3 separate regions of the Mus musculus genome follow, and regions 2 and 3 are each linked to region 1. Evidence: chromatin contacts called from public Hi-C data. All regions are on one chromosome and are shown on one strand. Each heading gives the region's core, a stretch centred on a gene start, on an enhancer-like site or on the middle of the called end of the contact. The rest is flanking DNA. Distances are from core to core; before and after follow the strand shown. Region 1 overlaps Gm40841 (a long non-coding RNA gene). Region 2 overlaps Dcdc2a (doublecortin domain containing 2a). Region 3 overlaps Dcdc2a (doublecortin domain containing 2a).

Evidence for each region. Hi-C and Micro-C count contacts between places; a contact is called where the count stands out from the background.
Region 2: a contact with region 1 is called in a Hi-C map of cortical neurons, with 4 times the contacts expected there. The contact joins two enhancer-like sites. A contact is called at or near these places in 2 of 484 Hi-C or Micro-C datasets (cerebral cortex and cortical neurons).
Region 3: a contact with region 1 is called in a Hi-C map of cortical neurons, with 2.7 times the contacts expected there. The contact joins two enhancer-like sites. A contact is called at or near these places in 4 of 484 Hi-C or Micro-C datasets (cerebral cortex and cortical neurons).

What each region holds. Positions count from the first base shown.
Region 1 is chr13:28,416,053-28,419,176 of GRCm38.p6, reverse strand. It overlaps Gm40841 (a long non-coding RNA gene), which reads left to right. Exons shown (of 3, transcript XR_003950511.1): 1 at 1-92. Among named protein-coding and RNA genes, the nearest start is that of Gm40841, 3.9 kb to the left of the region's middle. Within about 2 kb of position 1,491, at least 225 of the 459 cell types and tissues checked have an H3K27ac peak or open chromatin away from gene starts, as enhancers often do. A contact at or near this core is called in cortical neurons, where this site is marked.
Region 2 is chr13:25,126,488-25,129,611 of GRCm38.p6, reverse strand. The region is part of intron 7 of Dcdc2a (doublecortin domain containing 2a); the gene reads right to left. Among named protein-coding and RNA genes, the nearest start is that of Dcdc2a, 72 kb to the right of the region's middle. Within about 2 kb of position 1,616, at least 8 of the 459 cell types and tissues checked have an H3K27ac peak or open chromatin away from gene starts, as enhancers often do. A contact at or near this core is called in cortical neurons, where this site is marked.
Region 3 is chr13:25,185,805-25,188,928 of GRCm38.p6, reverse strand. Dcdc2a (doublecortin domain containing 2a) reads right to left here. Exons shown (of 10, transcript NM_177577.3): 8 at 1,153-1,253. Among named protein-coding and RNA genes, the nearest start is that of Nrsn1, 83 kb to the left of the region's middle. Within about 2 kb of position 1,493, at least 44 of the 459 cell types and tissues checked have an H3K27ac peak or open chromatin away from gene starts, as enhancers often do. A contact at or near this core is called in cortical neurons, where this site is marked.

The sequences.
Region 1 (3,124 bases), core at 242-2,741:
CAGCTCCGCAGTCTTAATCTAAGGAAGGATGGCATAGTGGATCTGCCAGCACGTGCATGGAGGAACTGTAAATTGCAGTGTGGATGTCCCTGGTACTGTCAAGGAAGAAACTGATGGGCTGGGTGACTGTACAGTGTCCCCAGAGAAAAATAGCAGCCTTGCAGCATGGATTTAAGTGCATGTGCATGCGTGTAGAGACATGGAAGAGACTGTGTAACACATACACACACAGAGAGAGATATGAGAGAGAGAGAGAGAGAGAGAGAGAGAGAGAGAAAGAGAGAGACTCTTTGCTGGGTTGGGTTTGATTACAAGCCAGTGTTTTCAGCTCCTGCTCAAGACCTATTTCCTGGCTAGCCAGAAAGCTCGGCCAGAGCAGCTGCATATAGACTTTTCTTTTTAACGGCATAGCAAACCCCTTCAGTTTTAACTCCTTGAAGTTCTAAGTGCTCAGCGTTGGGCTAAGGCTCACTGTACGGTTTTGTTTTCTTCTCCTACAGAGCCCTGTAAACACAGCTGTATTCAGTATGGCAGAAAAATTCTGTCCCTTAAATAGAAATGCGATCAATTTAATCAAAATAAATGTATCCCAGATGACTCTGAGGCCAGCTGGATACCACAGGCTTCAGAAGCTAAGCATTCAGTGGAGATGGATACAGTGTTAGATTTACATGCTTTCAAATGCTAGGATCAGCTATGCTTAATAAAGGAAATTCTTTAAGGAAAAGGGAGGGTCCTCCTGGCACCCAGCTATAGATGGTGACCACAGGTGCTGCTGCTGATCCTGGCACTGGGGTTTGTGGCTGTCGAGCTTGCAGGGGTGTGTGGCATGAGGCAGGGCACGGCTGATGTCAGTGTGAAGAAAGCTTGCAGCCTGCTTGAGGCTGTAGGAAGGAGGAGGGTGGCCTCTCATTGCCTCTGTCGGGGCTTGGCTGGTACTAGAAGCTTGTAGATAGATAAGGGTGAGCTGGGTGAACTGAGCTCTGAGCCGGGAGCAAGCAGCTTTCCCAGTTGTCATGGGGGCTCCTCTGGGACGCCTGTCTGGCCTGTCCTCCCACTGTTTGTTAGAAATTCTACAAAGCGGCTCTGTGTGCTGGATTATGTTTGGCCAGCTGTTGGTGCATTCCTGAGGGTGGGGTGGAGACAGGATCTTATTACTGTACTTCCAAACTGTAGATCTATGTGGGGAGAGAGAGAGAGAGAGAGAGAGAGAGAGAGAGAGAGAGAGAGTGTGTCAGGATGTGGTGGGGAGAGGAAAGAAACGCAAGCAAGTCTGATAATCCCTTCTCCTTCTCCAGGTTGTGCTAGAGGAGCATTCAGAAAGGCTATGAAGTGAAAGAGAGAAAGGAGAGGGTAAGGGGTGGGAGCACAGTGGAACAGCCATGAGACAAAGCAGAACTTCAAAGCTGCAGAGACGAGCAGAATGTCAGCAGCTTGTAATTAGCGGTTCATGGTTGCGTCAGAGACTGTATCTCTCCAAGAATAACTGTGTGCTGTGTGCCACAGAGTGCAGAAGACAGTCATAACTAAGTTATCAAGCACAGTTCAAATGAGGGCAGACACATGAAGGCATTTTCTGTTTGAAAATTAAGCAGGGCTGAAGTGCACATCTCACTGGCTGGATTCTGCCTAACTTCTGGCAGGAAATGCTCAGCGTATAGGAGGGTGTTTGTTAGATCAAACAGGGGACCCATAAGCATGCAGACTGAGCATGCAAGCTCCGTCCCTGTAAAATACCGTCCCAAACAGCCCGGTACTGCACTGCTGGGGTCCTGTCTCCGTATATACCCATTCGCTTTTGTATGCCAATGGGAGAAAGTTAAAAGTACACCCAAGGACATATGTCCCCATTAGATTCTAAAATCCCTACTATAGAATTAAAACCTGACTGCAGGTTCTGAGTTGTTTTGGTATTCTTAATTTATACGCTGAAGAAGCTCTTTTTTTGCAATTATCTTGTTGGTAACCCTGTGAGGAAGCGACATACCACTATATGATGTTGAAGGGCACCTTTCCCTTCCATCCCCTGTCTCTGTTATTTGGAGGTGTGGGGCGTTCTCTGGAGCCTCCAGGAGGAGCTGGTGGGAGGAGCTGATTGGCTAGCAGGCTCAGCGTGTTTACTCTTATTTGTTTTCAGTGCTCCTTCGCAGCGTGCATTTAGTATTTGTATTTGTGTTCATGCTGCACAATTACTACTGACCAGCTTTGTTTCTCTGCCCGAAGCGAAGTCAATTTTAGTTCAGCCCCTGCAGTTGAGTCCCTGGACAATATGCACATATGTATTATGTTACCCGTGTATGCACTTTTCCTTTTAAAAACGTGGATTAAGGAAAATTGTAGGCAAGGAGAGACGTGTATATGAAATCAATAGCTTTTTGAATCACATGTAATATAATTTAAATATACTCACTTTAAGATTGCCAAAGCCTATGTTGTCTGAGCCCAGTTAATTTACATCTTCGATTTAGTCAAGAGGTGGAACCTGCCAGATCAGAATGCTGTATTCTGTGCACCCAACAGGGTGGAAGACATTATTTTGTTTGTGTTAGTTCAAACAGCTGGTCATTAATGCAGTCCCCATTTCTAGAGAGAAACGCTGGTGGACATGAATGGCTGTCTGATTAATGCTGCCCCTCGGAGGGTCCTTCACCCAGCCATGCTCCTGCAGAATAATGTAGCATGATGTGATTGCACTCTAACAGGATAGTATGTCATTGTGTCACCAAGCAATTGAGGTTATTATGGGGCAGGGCAGACAGACGGGACAGTGGGGTTACTAGACCGTAGCATTTTTAGAAATACAGGCCTGACCTACTTAGAGTTATTCTGGCAGGCAGCTGCACGGTACATAAAGTCTCCTGATAGGCTGAAGCTGTTGCTAGGGGGAATTAGCATGAATTTTTCCACACAGAGACTCAGCGACTGAATGATAAAAGCTGACTGGAATTAAAGAGATTTGGTTTAGCATTGTACAGATTGATCTGCCTCAGTTTTTTTTTTTTTCTTTCTCAAGTGCCAAGAAAGAGTGCAAAAAATAGAGACTTCTTTTTGTTTGTTTGTTTCTATTAGTTCTTTGACCTTCTCCTTCTCTTCCTTCTGCCCTTCATCCCCAAGAGCCAGGAGG
Region 2 (3,124 bases), core at 367-2,866, 3.3 Mb after region 1:
AAAATGGGATAACGGCAGCAATAACTACATGTGCCTCATCCAGCAGCTGTAAGCTCCAATGAGACTGCACACCTGACATGGGAGCCTCAGCACATAAGCACCCAGAAATGTTAGTCAGGATGCTCATAGCGCTGATCAGAATTGCACAGGCAGCTCCCCATGGATTCTCCTCTGCCGCAAAACCTGTGTATGTGCCCTGATTCTTCTCCGGGTGGAAACAGGACCCATAAAGGGTGGGAGGGGGGAGGGGAGGGACGCGGGACAGAGAACAAGAAGGAGGAGGCTGAGGCAGGAGGATGGTGAGTTTGAGGTCCGCCTGCACTGCATAGTAAAAGCCTATCTCCAAAATAAGAAGGAAAAGGGAGAGAGGGGTGGGAGGAGGGAGAAAGGGAAAGAGAAGAAAGGCAAGAAAGAGAGAAGGGGAAAGGGGGAGACAGGGAAGGAGGAAAGAGGGACAAAAAGAAGAGGGGGGAAGCAAGCATGGAGTATTTATGCGACTAAAGCTCTGAGAGAGAGAACGAGCAGGAGGAGCTTAGTAGGGAGGAGAGCTTTGCTGCTTTGCTGTGCAAGCATGAGGATCTTCGTTCTTATCCTCAAAAGCCACATAAAAAGCCAGATGTGGCCGTGGGCACCTGCAACCCCAGCACTCGGAGGCGCCAACTAAGGATTGCTGAGTACTGTTGGCCAACAGCCTGGTTACAAGTTTACTGAGAGACTCTGTCTCAGGGAATAAGGCAAAGTGTGAAAGAGCAAGACACCCAATGTCCTCCTTTCGTCTCTGCATGCATGTGCAGCAGGATGTACACACACACACACACTCGCACACGAACATACACATACAGTGCACACATACCACACACATGCATAGTATACATACACACATACACATGCATGCATGCCTGCAAAGACTTCACAATATTTTACTAGAAAATGTGGTTTAAACTTGTATAACCCATTTCCCAAATTTATACTTTTGAGCATCAAACTGTTATTGTTACAAACATCTATCAAAAGTCTTTGAATGTCTGCACCCCAAGCTCCACATTAGGAAATGACCTGGTTAAGAGATTCCTCTTAGGACCTGCCCATCCACTCTGTGCAGTAGGCTAGAGGGATGTCAGTCACCACCCTGAGGGGCTGCAGCCTCAGGACCTGTCCTTGGGATAAATGTGGAAGCATCTTCTTTCTGTCCTGTGGCACCAATCCCCTTTGGAAAATGACTTCTCTGTGTGCTTTCTTGCTGTGAAGCAAAGTGGTGCCTGTGAGGACCCAGCTACAGCGAGCTGTGGTCTTCTAGTGTGAGGGCCCCTGTCCCACAGTGGAACGTGGCAGCCTTTAGTGAGCTGTGAACTTGTACAGTGAGGGCACCCATCCCACAGTGGGATGTGGCAGTCTTTAAAGGGAGTGAAATCGGACCAATTTTGAATTACCATCCAAATGTATAGAATAGAAAGAAGTGGAAAAGCCTCTAAATTTAGGATGCTCAGAAGGTCTTTATAGATATTTTATCTTTATCTTTCTCCCCTCTGTGGTAGCACACAGCATGCTGATCTCCAATAAAGGTTCTATCTTAGGCCGAAAACAACTAGGGCAGCGGAGAAGAACAAAAATAGAGTGAGATGTAAAGTAGGCCACAGTCCCAGAAAAGCCAGCATGTTGTATGTGGGGAGAAACATCTCTGCCCTGTCTTATAGTAGCAACCAGCACTGTGGAGTCTCCCCAACACCGTTGTGAATGTGCGCCGGGCAGGGAGACCTTTGCTGCTCTCAGGATGCTGTTCCTTTTTATACATACAGGATAGACACCAAGGCCCAAGAAAAGACTTCATACCAACAAGGAAAAAAAATCAATATTTGCATGGCAAAACATGTGCTGGCATTTATAGGTTGCAGAAGGAATTTGACCATTGAAATGAAAAAGAGAAATTGGTTCTTCTTCACCAAGGAAAACTTGTGCATAAAGTCAAAATTGTCACCATTGAAGTAAAGCAATAAATTCAGAGCAATTGGTACCAAGGAAAGAAAATGCAGCTGCCGGGGGGGGGGGGGGGGGGGGAGTAGCTCAGCATGTGGTACCCAGCGGGCATCAGGGATGCTTACAAGTGAAGCAGCAGCATCTAGAAATGGATAGGACTCCTACACCTAAAGACATGAGGAGAGCTTGCACCCAATGTGTGGGAGATCTAGGGTGTTCACAAAACTGCATAATGAATGAGTAAGGACAGCTGGGGTGGCAGCTCATGCCTGTCATAACAGCACTTACAAGGCTGGGACAAGAGGATTACCACAAGTTAGAGGCCAGCCCAGGTTATACAAAAAGTCCAGGTTAGCATGGGCTACACAATGATACTCTATGCATTAAAAAAAAAAAAAAAAAAAAAAAAAGTAACTAAGTCTGGTCATGTGATACATAGATGCATGAACTAGAGGTCAGCCTCAGAGGTAGCATCTATTCCAGCATTCCCTGAAGGCTGAAGATGGACTCTGTCCCTGGCTGGTCTGTGTAAGATCAGAGGAGAGCCACTGTGACATCGGATTAAGGAAGAAAAAGGGCTGCAATGACTCCTCCCCACTCACAACTGGAAAAGGAGACACTGGAGTGAAGAGCCAGGAAGATGAGGCCTCTGCAGAATGTGAGACATCAACACACAGCCCTGAAGGAAGACTGGCCACCGCATCTCTCATTCCTCCCAGAGACCGGCTGCAGGTATTCACATAGGAATGTCCACCTCCAAGCCTGCTGCGCTCAGCCCAGGCATTTCTTTCTTTTTTTTTAAGATTTATTTATTTATTATATGTAAGTACACTGTAGCTGTCTTCAGACACACCAGAAGAGGGAATCAGATCTCATTATGGATGGTTGTGAGCCACCATGTGGTTGCTGGGATTTGAACTCAGGACCTTTGGAAGAGCAGTCGGGTGCTCTTACCTGCTGAGCCATCTCACCAGCCCCCAGCCCAGGCATTTCAAGAACTTTTGGCTACTGCACTGCCTTGGACTCTGGATAAACTGCTTTCTCCTTCCTTCCCTGTTCCCAGGCTGGGCTAGGGAACTGTTACACTAAGAACTTGAAAACTTAGCTTGTAAAACATCAGAACAGTATCCAGCACTGACCTGCTGCCTAG
Region 3 (3,124 bases), core at 244-2,743, 3.2 Mb after region 1:
ATACACTGATGGTACCAGGTACAATAGTTTGGTTAGACGGCTGCTGCCTTATTTATAATCTCCTTTAGAATACAAGTGGACTCCTATGTGTGAACTCATTTTGGTACATACAGTGGGGCTTTCAAAGGTTCACTGTATTATTAATATGAACTCTGCAAGATCTTTCAGTGTAAAAAATAAAAAAGTGAAGGGAAGAGAACTATGCTGTAATTCATATAATTCAAATTTAATAAGGAATTACTATAAATAAAAAAATGCATGGTAGGGTCTAGGGAGTTGGCTCAGTGGGTAAGAGCGTGCTAAGCAAGCATGAGGACGTCAGATGCCCAGAACCCACATGAAAGGCTAAGCAGGGCACACATCTTTGACCCAGTGCTGAGAAGGCAGGGACGGGTGGATCCTCAGGGCTTGCCAGCCAGCTGTCTAAGCAAACTAGTGAACTCCAGGTTTGCTGAGAAACCCTGTCTCAAAAGTAAGACAGAAAACAACTGAAGAAGACTCTCAGTGTCTACCTCTGACCTACACACACACACACACACACACACACACACACACACACACAAGGGGGGCTTGGGCATATGAGCACACATAAGCACACGGATAACTGGCTTACTTCTTGAAGTTAGCCAGAATTAACATGTCTTAATTTCTTCTGTTAGCATACCTTCCTGTAACACAAATAAGTCCACTGTCCCCCTGGCCTAGGAAAGGACATTACTACACACATAGAAAACATTTGAGTTCTATTTATGTGAGCAGTTCCTTTACAAAAGAAGAAGAGAAATCTAACCACAAAAAATATTGAAGACCCTGAAGGAGAGACTATCATGGCATTTTTAAAACACGTTTTCTTTTAGAAAATGACTTTTTCCTAAGATTAAAATTCCCAGCCAGTGCTTCGTTTTTAAATCGGACTTTGTGAGCTTGTGGCTCACATCCAGCTCCCTCTGTTTTGTCCTGCTTATTAAGAACATACCACTTCCACATTGAAGAGAGGCAGGTGGGTATTTTCTGGAGGAGTACCAAGAAGAACTTGGTATACCTCAGAAGTCATTTGACCTCTTGGCGCCTGAGTGTAGGGGGTCGGGGCCGGAGGGGGTAACAAGGCCATCACTGCTGGGTTCTGTGAATGTTTAGAGGCAGGAAGATTACCTGGTCCACTGGAACCTCAACCTGGGTGTCTTCATCTTCTTGAACTTCTGCTGCCCCCCTTGTTTCAGATCTCTCTGCTCCAGCTTTGAAAATGCCTTCACCTGTGGAGACAAACTCATATGAAAAAAAAAAAAACAAAATCCAATCGTGACATCGTGTGGCTGAAAGCTGACATTACAGTAAAATACCTAAAGAGGGATATGTAGATTTCAGTTCCTCTTAAAGATCCTGGGCCCCGATCATTATGCTTTAACTGAGAGGAGGTCCTGTGGCCAGAGGAAGGAGAGCAGAGCTCTGCTGGAATGGCTGCCTGCTCACACACTGCTGCTGACTGGTGCCGCCAGTCGCCAGAGATGGAAAAGCCTCCTGGCTGGACCCCAGTCCCCTCCTACCCAGCAATCAGTGACAACGTTCCCTGTGTTACAATACATTTAAGAGTTTCCATTTCCCTGGAGATTGCTATGCATTCAATATAATGTAGGCAAGCGATTCTCTTTATTGAGGGGAGGGAATCGTGTTTTTATTGCAACAGGCTCATGCACACAGTGGACTTTCTGCGGAAAATCAGCGTGCTCTAGCTTTGCAGATTTCTACAGGATTTTTCACAACCTGTGGCTTTAAGCTCTGACAACAGAAGAGACCTAAGCCCCTAGGGATTTAAGCTAAGCTCCTGTAACTTGCTTCCCTTTGCAAAGCAGCAATCTCTGTTGAAGAACTTTTAATGTCTCCCCTCGGGGGGCCTTCCCTTCTCCAGTCCCAGTAATCAAATCCTAGAGCCATCTGTCATTCTGTCTGTCTACTTGCTTCCAGACAGATTTAGTGCTTCAGCCACCCTCACAGATGTCTTCTTTGCCTAATTTTTAAGGCTCCCCAAGGATGGAAATGTTACCTCCTTTACGCTACTCCAGTGTTTGATTATCCCTGCAGCCTAGAAACTGATCCTGTCTTCTGTAACAAAGGCATGATTGTTAGAAAAATTACTTAATGCATGCCACATGACACCACACATTGCTAAAGGTCCAAGGTCAATCTTAACTATATGCAAAATGTATGTTTACATTTGTTGAGGAATAACCATACATAAGACACCAACACTGTAGTGTAAGACATGAATGAGACTTAGTTCCTAGACTGGGATGTAGGTCAGTGCACTCACGCTGTAGAGCACTCACACTGATGTAATCTGCTCCCTGTGGCTGCTTACAGCCCAACAAAGTGAGAGACACTGAACAGTGCAAAGTTGCTCAGAGGTCAGGGGTCTCATAGGTAAGAGGGCAGCAGCTGAACTGTTTCCTCTGGCATTAGGGAAGAGGGCTGGAGTGGAGTGAAATGTCTACCAGGCTCAACTGAAACCAAAACCAGTAGCAGAGGGAAGAGCCCACTGGGATGCTAATTCATTCTCATTATAAATGTTACTAAGGTGGTGGTGCTATACATTCTTAGGGAACATGCATTTCTTAAAAGTAGTGTTGTTATTCGTCTTGCTATAACATGTATACAGTTTGGGAAAGTTAGACGATGAAGGAAATAAATCCCTTCCGATACCTCATGGTCCAGAGACAGCAATTGCCAACATTTTCCAACACCCTCCTCCTCTTACTCCCCTTTTTCTTCCTTGTCTTCTCCTCTCTCCTCTCTCTCTCTCCCTCTCAAACAAATAAAACTTGAAATGTATAAGTCACTAAGTACTTTAAAATTATATCATGAGCACTTATCAAGACATTAAGTGTTCCTTGAAAACATTAAAAGTATGGCGAGACTGTGCCATAATTGCTAATGCAGATCGGATCTTGAAACAGATAGGAGACATTGTAAGAAGTTGATTGATGTCTAACTGCATTGAGATTAGTAAAGAAACGCCACTCTGGAATTAGGAAGCAGATTGTAGAGGTTCAGCCCCTGGTAGAGGAGGACCCACAGGCAAGTGCTATCTCCCTCTCTGTGTACACAGCAGAAGCAAATATCTCGCTTC